2 separate regions of the Danio rerio genome follow, and region 2 is linked to region 1. A link is a contact called in public HiCAR-type data. All regions are on one chromosome and are shown on one strand. The core of a region is the stretch at or near the end of the contact, and the rest is flanking DNA. Distances in the headings are between cores, read along the strand shown. Region 1 overlaps btbd11a (BTB (POZ) domain containing 11a). Region 2 overlaps btbd11a (BTB (POZ) domain containing 11a).

Evidence for each region. HiCAR-type assays count read pairs that join an accessible place to other places.
Region 2: a HiCAR-type map of caudal fin shows a contact between it and region 1, with 5 times the contacts expected there. The contact joins two enhancer-like sites. A contact is called at or near these places in 5 of 18 Hi-C or Micro-C datasets (caudal fin, embryo and fibroblasts) and 2 of 4 datasets of contacts at active chromatin or transcription factors (caudal fin and embryo).

What each region holds. Positions count from the first base shown.
Region 1 is chr4:12,415,050-12,420,190 of GRCz12tu, forward strand. All of the region lies in intron 3 of btbd11a (BTB (POZ) domain containing 11a), which reads right to left. Among named protein-coding and RNA genes, the nearest start is that of cyb5r3, 34 kb to the left of the region's middle. Within about 2 kb of position 2,007, at least 5 of the 62 cell types and tissues checked have an H3K27ac peak or open chromatin away from gene starts, as enhancers often do. A contact at or near this core is called in caudal fin, where this site is marked.
Region 2 is chr4:12,563,496-12,568,636 of GRCz12tu, forward strand. The region is part of intron 1 of btbd11a (BTB (POZ) domain containing 11a); the gene reads right to left. Among named protein-coding and RNA genes, the nearest start is that of btbd11a, 15 kb to the right of the region's middle. Within about 2 kb of position 1,911, at least 2 of the 62 cell types and tissues checked have an H3K27ac peak or open chromatin away from gene starts, as enhancers often do. A contact at or near this core is called in caudal fin, where this site is marked.

The sequences.
Region 1 (5,141 bases), core at 757-3,256:
ATTAAGAATGCTGTGGCTGAAGCTGTCAAACTGACGTCAGAGAAGAACCACGACTCCAAACGTGGAAGCAAATTGTCAGACTTTGATTAAACATTACCAAAACAAACTTTTTTCTTCAGTGGATTAACTTACATAAGACTAATTATTCACCTAAAGAATAAAAATGTTCACTAGCAAACATTTTAATTTCACACAGATTTTAAAGGTTGCTAATTTTGCTTTAAAGTTCTCCTACAAAAACGCTATCAATTATTCAATACCAGGAAACACAATTTTAGTTTTATAACATATATTGCAGTATCTGCTCATTACTGAAATGGTTTGTTCAAGGATCTACCAACTTTGCCTACTTTGCTCTGATTGGTCAAGATGGTTTAGCCTGTTGTGATTGGTTTATTTCTTGAAGCCCATGGTAAAAATCCAATGCCATATCCAAAAATAGCCATTTCCAAGGGCTTTTTATAGAACCCCATTTCAACTTAAACTTGAGAACTTCAATTTTTGCTATTAATTTACATAACATCAACATTTTAGATGACTCGAAATGCTTACCACTGAAGTCGGGTTTAACGTTTTGAAAAACAAAAATAACATTATTGTCTCTCATTACTGATTTCTTATGCATTCAAAAAACAATATCAGACAACATGACTTTATGATTACAGGTGTTTAGTGTTTACAACAGTGATGGCACTGATTTTACTATATCAATTCAACGCCAGGTCTTCGTCCTTTAGACGTGCATGTGTAACCCCGCCAGTACTACTTCTCCGCCCTACAACCCGCCCCGAGCTGGTATCAACCCGGCGACCTTCCAAATAAGAATGTTGCTCTAACAAGGAGGCAAAAGACGTCGCTAGAGCACCTTTAGAGGTCAGAGGAGTGAGGTTTACCTGCACAGCACCTACTAGCTGGCCTCCGTTACACTCATTCCCCTAAATCTCACTCCCATTCGGGTCACGGCACTAATGCAACCCCGCCAGTCCTACGCCTCCTAACCCGCTCCAAGCTGGTATCGAACCGGCGACCTTCCACATTTGAGTCAGTTGCTCTAACAAGGAGGCTAAAGACCATGGCCTCTAGCATTTGTCGCTAGAGTACCTTTAGACGTCAGAGGAGTGAGGTTTACCTGCACAGCACCTATTAGCTGGCCGCCGTTACACATGAACAACGCATTTACTTTTGAAGTGCAAACCGAACTCTTCCAGGTCTAAGTTACAACGACAGACATTGTTTGAGGTCAGCCAATGACGATTATAGGCTGCCATTATGTGCATTTGTTACAAGCCTAAACTGGTTTGTGCAGAAAGACTCAATTTACTGGCGACTCAATTGCTTCTTTTGAGAGGTAATAAATCCATTTATCTGCACTTTGATCCTTAAAACCGCAGACCTTTTACATACACAAACAGCTCCATTACACACGACATAAATGGTAATATCTGAGAAAGCAAACGGTGCACTTTTAGTAAATTCTTTAACTAAAAATGTTCTTTAAAGTAAAGCATTTTTTTAAAGTAATAATCTTCAAGATTTTATTTTGGTCTACCAATTTATTTTCTGTCTAATCCTTCAGATCAGCTTTTTTTATTATTAAAAAACAAATCCAGTTCAATGAGAGTCAGCGTATGCTTGTTTCTTCTCATAACCTTTAAAAGTTTCAGTTTTGATGGACACCTCTGTTTGCATGCAGCTTTTGGATACTATAAAGGAAGCTATCATAAGCTCTCTGGCAAGATTACAGTTGCTGTTAATTACCAGAGCTAAGCTGTATCTAATTAGCGTGCAAAATATGAAAGACCTGTTGCCATCCTGACAAGTTTTCAGTCAGAAAAAGAAACCTGAAGCTGCTCGTTACCAAGAATACACTCTCACGCCAAACAGATTAATCATTAAGCGGCTGCAAAATATACTTCCGTTAAACTTTCTCAATGTGCCAACCACCAGTTTTACATATATAACACTCAGAACTATTCAAAGGTTAAAGAACATGAGGACGTTGACAACTACAGTGAGTCATGATGATCAGTCATTGTGCGCTGAATTTTTTTCCTCAAGCATTTCCGATGAGCATATCCAGATATTTTTAACCTAGTCTTGACAGGTTGTTGTAGATAAACATGCTAATAATATCAGTTATATATGACTGTATTGGAAAAAAAACAGTAGAAAGTGTAAAATGGGCTTAGTTTATGGCTTTCAAGTGTGAAAAAAGTGACTTCACAGTTTTTGTCCGCCTACACAACAGGATTGTCTTTGTCAAACTTTTCCACACACCCTTCTGTGCTAAGCTTGTTATCATAATTTACACATGAGAGTTTTTTTTTTGCACACACACTTAGATGTAAATACAAAGACAACAGCATTTGACCAAATAATGAACCAGACCAGAAGCATCAATCCTCATCCTGAACCCTCTATCTTGATCTAATTGTGTTTCCTGTGACCTGCGTTTCACAGCTAGCTTTGCATAATCCACAATGTTCGTCCCCGGACACCTTCCCACCGCAAGAGAGCTTGCCAGGAATCCCAGCTCCGCCAAAACAAACCGCAAGGCCTTCTCTGTTTCTCATGTGCCTGAATAATGTGCTTCATAACTCCCCTCCCTTTGAAGAAATGTTTGGAGGAAAAGGATGTAGTTCTCATTCCAGCTGTTGAAAAGGGAAGCCACATCTGGTTGGAAAGTACTGTTGGTTTTTTTGTTGTTGCGTTATGGATTTTAACATCTATGGAAGGGAGTTTTTCTATAATACGGCTATGTGCTTGCAAGAGATCACCTGGAAAATATTGTGGTATTCATAAACATTTTACTATGATACATAACACTGACTTATGGAAATAATTAACCATTCAGAGTTGTTTGATGGGAGAACAAGTACAATACGATGATCACCTCAAGCCACTAAGGTCAAGGTTTTAAAAATTATGTATAGTTCATTTAATAATATAAACGCAGCCTTGGTGAGTAAAAACAGACATGTATTAAATACAGCAGTTATATATTTAATTTAATACATGTATTAAAGGTCCCATGAAATTAAAACAAAGTTTATTAGATGCTAGTATTAGTATATTGTTAGTTCATAAAATATCTATAAGCTAGTGGGCTCTAAAGCAGTGACGAAATCCACGTAAACATGCAAAGCTTGTAGTTTGTCACTTCCATCTAAATGTATCAACGGTTTTATTCACGTCAACCCATACTGCAGTTTCTCATCAAATCATAACCAATCAAATGTTCTTAAGTATCTGACATGCTCTGCCCCCTTCAAGATGCTGCTAATTTAGTTTTCATTTGATACACTTAAGCTCAACCACTCTCACTGGCAGAGCTGTGATAATACACACACTACACTATATCCCTTTCTTTGTGTTTTGTTTGATATTATGCCAAACATCGAATAAAAATGCATATTTCAAAGCACTTAACGAGACATTCAAACCGTGATTTACAACTGTTTTAATTTATTTACACTTCTGAATTGCATTATGGTACCGTGATCACTATCCGACAACGTTTGATGTTGAAAGTGTAACATTTTTAACAGTATGAAGTATTTTAGTAGTACTTCATCGTAAATATCACAGAAAAATTCACTAATATCTAGATGCAGACTTGGCTTTGCAAGCTGGGACTGCATATCTCAGACCTGCCACATCATAAAGAAACTCATAAAAGTTTGGAACCACTTCTAAATGAGTAACTAGTGAGAAAATCTTGTGTGAACTATCCCTTTAAGGGACATCCAGTTACATTTTTTTGGCATATTGAGCATTTTAAAGTTGCAAAATCTGGATCATTGCTCAGTTTTGGTGTGGTTCAGAATCCATTCAGACACAATGATATCACTGTGAGGGGTGGGGTTAGGTCTGCGCATTAAAAGGCATTGCATGCAGCTCACCAATACATTCACACCCCTCTCGAAAAATTACTGACTAACCTAGATAATGTATCATTAAAAAAGCTAACAAAACATCAATACAACTGACTTTATTAAACTTTTTAACATTAAAAGATGTCAGGGCAGAGATTAACATTCTCTAATGCAATTCAAAGCATAAATGAATGTAAAACCATCATGAATCAAAAAATACAAACTACTGAATAACTGACCTCAACTTAAATGATCTCAAATATAAGCATATAACCTTGACCAGTATGATAGAAAGTTTCTAGGAAATCCTGCTTGTTTCCTACCTCATTCAGTGTCTTTCACAATATAAATGATGCATTAAAGTATACGCAAGCCAAAAGAGTGATAATTACAGTGTTAGTATGAATGTTCATCCGCCCTAGGTGTATTTTTTCCACTACAGTATAAATGATGAAAGCTTGATGAAATGTCACTGAGCGGATCAACAAAAGTCCACTCGACTGAAGTCTGAAATCTGAAGCCACAACCCTGAACCTCTCCAGACGCTCCTTCACTCTGATCTCTTGTTTTCTTTCTCCATCTCTATTCATCAGCCCTCCACTCATTCTTATTCCTGTCAACACCGACCGTCTGTTTCATTTTTTCTTTCACTCTCTCTTTTAGCTTCTCATTCTTCAGTGAAAATGAAAGAAAGTAATGAATAAAATAGAGCAGAGTCTCCCCAGGGGATGCACCTATACTGTCGAGCACTTCCTGGGCGTTCAGAAAGGGCACTTGATAGGGAAGACATGTCCAGATGGATTGATCAATGTACAGCGGAAGTTCTATGTTACTTTAAAACAATCCATTAACACTTTGCTCCTGCAGGGCTCCACTGTACTTTACTGTGCTGAAACATAGCATCTGGGAATGGGAGTCTACAGCACGTTCTTCTTGTTGTCCGTCAGTGTCAATGCAATTTGAAGTAACTCTGTGGTGATCGCAACACCCTTGGGGATACACTGACATTCAGAACAAGAAGGTAATGCATGAAATGGACTAGACGTCATGCGAAGGAAATGGTGGCACCATCATGTAGCAGGTCACTGGATGTTTTATGACACTGGTGAGATGTGCTATGCATTTGCTGGTGTTTTTCTTCTTTGAAATTCTGCACTCCAGATAAGGCATTGATAACTGCTTAAAGTGAGACACCCCAAAAATGAAAATTCTGTCACCATTTATGAAGATTTCACTTGTTCAAAATATGTTTAAGTTTTTTTTTTC
Region 2 (5,141 bases), core at 661-3,160, 150 kb after region 1:
TTCAACTAATTTCGATCGGAAATAAAGTAGTTGGGTGAATTTGGAATATTCATTTGCTATATACTCAAATTTAGAATACACCAATTCCTTTTTTAATACTATTTAGGATGAATAGAATATGAATATGACATCTCTTGATTAATTTGTGCTCAGTATTCATCCCTTCTGTTAATGTTTTTACACTTTTTTATAATGTAAAATTATTGCTGTGGAATTTGTATGCAAGTGAGGAACCGAGATTGGACAAATTAAAACAATCACAGCACATTTGGAGCAAAAATCAAGCGATTCTGATTTCTGGCTGGCCATTCGGTGCATCTCTAATTTGTTGGAAAAGCGAAGCGGTAAGACTAGTTTCTGTTGCTATGGCAGGCACAGGGTGTGGCGGGTGAGCAGCAGTTACTCTGCAAGCAGCCTGTGTGTGGGTGTGTGAGTATTAAGCATAAGAGTGAGTGTGTGAGTATGCAGTATGACACAGCAGTGTGTATGTGTCTGCATGTGAAGGTGAGTGTTGCAGTATGGTTCTAGCATATGCATGTCTGAGCCAGCTGATGACTGTTATGTGATGACACAAGAGATGAAAAAACTAGAAGTGACCCGCAGTGGTTTATTTTCGTTCCCATTCCCACCACACATCAGTTCACCACAGGTACAGACCTGTCCACCTCAAGGAATTAAGGGTGTTGGCTCCCTAAAGCCAAAATCAGGTACACGCAGATAAATGCACAAAAGAGGACACAAACAAACAAACGATGTCAAATGAAAAAAAAAGATATTCAATTCGTTTTTACAATATACATTGCATAATTGAATGCAATAATAATATTTTACTTAAAATTATAATATTTAAAATCCAAATATTATTTACATTATAGTACATACATGCATAAAAACATCTATTTAAAAATAGATGTTAAGAGATATTAATAGACATTATATAAAAATTGATTAAATTTCCAATGAATTATTCATTTCCGAAGACAAAATATTTGCAATTAAAATGTTAATATTCCATTTAGATATGATTATATTCATTTAATCAATATCGTGATAATAAATATGCACAATATTGATATTATGGGCACTTTAACATACAGTGAATAATTGTTTATTATTTAAACTTTTAAAGTGCTTTTTAAGGAATATTCAGACTGTATTTGCAGTGGCGTTCATAAGAGCACCAAATGCATGGAGACTGAAATGGTTTGCTTAATAACCAATAATAATTGACAAATAATCTGACCTGCTACATGCTGAAATATTAATTTAACATTCTGTGACTAGTTATAGGGCTATTTTACATTAAAATTGTGCAAAAAGGCTCCAATAGTTAAATAAACTCACAATGAAAACTTCAAAAAGGTTTAAATAATCTTATGTGATGTTAATTTATTAGTAAATACCTAATAATGTGCTAAAATCAACTTGTAATACTTTTATTAAATTAAGTTAGTAATAAAACTCACCATTTCTCACTGTTGATTATAATTTATTAACTAACATTTAACAATGAGACTTTATTGTAAAGTGTTATCTATTGTTGTTTATTAAATACTTTCGCAATTTAATTTGGTTGAAACATTTATTTACTATGAACATCTATACACAAAAAAGTTTTGGCTATTATGCCTGTTAAAGTACTTTTTTGCAGCTTATGTCTATATCATGATAAAACCATAATAAAAGCTTCAGTAATTAATCATCATAAGCCTAAATTATTTACATTTCAGTAAGTAATTAAATGTATTATTTCTTTCTTTCATTCATTAATGTTTTCATTCATTCTCTGGTACCACTTCTACTGTAATTCAATAAATCTTTTGCCAGAGACCTGTGTGATAATGATCACGTCAGTCAATAAAGGTGTAAATCTCTTTTTGTGGCTTCATTGGTGGTGAGGAACTTGCTCAGACATGTTCCAGTTGTGTTTACAACCCAAATTTCAGTCTCAGATCATTTCCCAATCACAACTCTTACCCAGTTCTCACTGCCTCTTCCTGCCATCCATGTGATATTTCAGGCCAATAGGAGATGAACTAACATTTGCTTTGCTGTCAACGCACCTAAAAAACCCCTCTGCCACCCACCTTCATCTCGCCAAGTCAGACTAATTGTTTGTTTCCTTCTGGCTTCTGTCGAACGAAAGACGCTATATTATTTTGCCAGTTTCTGAGGACTCTCCCCTTCACTCCAGGGACTGCCAGCAAAACAGTAATTAGTGGAAAAAAAAGAATGAGAGGCCTTTTGAAAACTGTTAATTACAACTTTATGAGCATGACAGAAGGGCAGACACACCGCGCACAAAAGACACTGATGCCACCGGATCAAAAGACACTTGAACCTCAATATGCACCACCACACGTGCGTTCACTTCATTTAGTACCACAAAAGATCTCCGGATGTTTTAACAGGATGAATGAATGTGAACTGTAGATTCATGCCAGTACTGGGCCAGCAAGAGTCTCTTTTTGTATGACTATTCAATGTTTTCATGTGGTGATTAATCAGATTTGGGTGCTTTTCTCAATTAAAAATGATTTGTAGTGGACTAATAACAATACAATGCAATGGCAAACAACTGATAGCTCTAATTTAAAGGGATAGTTCATCCAAAAATGAAAGTTCTGTCAGCATTTACTCACCCTTTACTTGTTGTTAAACATTTTTGAGATTCTTTCTTCTGTTAAACACAAAAGAAGATACTTCGAAAAATGTTGGAAACCTGTAACCATTGACTTCCTTGCTTTTGTTTTTCCCACTATGGTTTTCAGCTTTCTTCTCTCTTTCAGCTATCTTCTTTCGTGTTCGACAGAAGAAAGAAACTCATTTGGGAACACTTGAGGGTGAGTAAATACTGAGTAAACACTGAGTCGATTAAAATTTTTGGGTGAACTATCCCTTTAAATGCTTTATTATATGATCCTGAAAGCATTTCAGTGGAAATAAAGCAGAACTGAGCAATCCAGTGCACTTTTGAGATCATTTCTCCTTGTCATTCCAGATGGCCATCATATCAAACAGCTCCAGGCTTTAACGCTGTGAATCACAATCACCGTCATAGGAAATTACGATGAGAAGCAGGGAAAAATTATTCAGCTAAATTACAAGAAATGTCCTGAAAGCAAAGCTCCACAGACAATTACATACACTTTGTACTCCAAACACGCTTAAATATTTAAAAATACTAGTTTTTTTAATCCCAGAACAAAAGTAGCCCAAGAACAATGCGTTTTTGTAGTTAAAAATACAGCTTGTTTCCTGCCTTTCCAACAACAACAAAAAAAAAAAGCCAGTGGTAAAAAAGCTCTCGGCTAATCAATAGCATCCTGCTTTCAAACCCTGTTTCAAAGGAAAAATCACTGCTCTTCCGAATACAACCCAGAATTCATTATGGTGACCTGAATGGCTTAATCCAGCCCATCCGAACACATGAATCAAGCCAAACAAATTGAAAAACTCATGTAGTGCTGGGGCATTACACAATTTTATCTTCTGGCTTGCACGCCTCACAACACATTGAGTCAAACGTGACTACTAACACATTCACACAGAATATGCACAGTTAATGGTAAGAATGCTGAGATTTTGCTCAGGAATGCTGACTTTCGATTTCTTGTCCTCATGATGGGTCGATACAATTCAGGATCATTCAAGCCTTATATTAGTGTTGCTGACTGCCACTGTTAAAGTTTTATTTTCGAATAAGACCGCAGACGTTGCTTTGGATACATTTTTGGCAGGAATAATGTTTATTGTTAACATAACTGAGAATCAAATAAGCACGACAAATACTCATACTTTATAAGCATTATTTTTCGTAAGCTTTTAAAAACATGATGCTATAAGTCATGAGCAGACTTTTTGAAAACATGATGCTATAAGTCATGAGCAGACTTTTTGGTTACTTATGTGCAACATTTTATTATTAAAAATCTGCAGATTTATGTGGAATGATTTTGGGAATATAGAAGCTTATCCCTTAATGTTTTTTTTTTTATTGGTTTACAAGGCAAAAGAATTCATTAAAAAAAATCTAACCATGCAAGACTTTCAGTTGGTTCTTTGTGAAGCATCCCAGATGCAAGGTTGCTGCATAAATAAATAATAAAAGTATGTTTGGCAAACTTTTATTTTATTTTATACTTAATCTACTAATTTATTTATTTTCTTGACCAGGTTAATTCAATATTTTTATGTATCTATGTATATATGTATACAAGTGTGGAATGGATAGTATATATATAAGTATAAAATAATAATAATAATAATAAAATAATATATTCCTGCATGCTGACCCATTGTTATCTATGAATGGCCACAACACGTCATGTCAGATGGATTTTAGGCTTATACTGCAGCCCGATTTCATGAGAAAACATAATTATATATTTACTTATTACTCATTGTCAGGAAAGTAGCTAATCCAAACAAATTCATACAATATAATTTGTATAAAAACATAACAAAAAGAGACATACAGTATCATTAAACCCCACCACTAAACCCAACTATCAATGGGGAATGAGCAAATAATACTAAAATGTATGAATGAGATTGCAGAAATGAATATGAATTAGCCACTAAATAAAAAAGTTACAAAAGTTATTCTGAAGATGGTAGTATAGTCAGTAATGACTTGGATTCTTGGAAAAATATTAAATGATGTAGTAAGTGCTTTGAGACTGCTTTAAAGGAATGGCTCAGCCAAAAAAAATGGAAATTCAGTTACAATTTACTCGCTCTCATGTCATTTTAAAACAATATAGTATGAGGAATTTTGTTCATACAAGAGAATTCATCGTTGATTGTGTGTTACAGCTTTCAAACAACCAAAAGATAATCTTAACTCATTGTCTAAATTACATTGTATTGTATAGGTTTCAATATTTTGATTTATTTTCTGGTCTTTAGTTTATTTTATGCTTTTAATTTTATGCGTAGAGCACTTTGGATCCAGTCATTGTGTTGAAAGTGCTCAAAATGATTAATGGTGATTAAATGATAACAATAATTTCATTTTTGAGAAAACCATGCCTTTAAGCCTGTAGAAAATGAATGTGTAGGACACAACAAGTGAGTTAATGGCTTGTTTACAGTGTTTCAATAGGAATGGGGATCTAAAAAAATAAAGAGAAAAAATA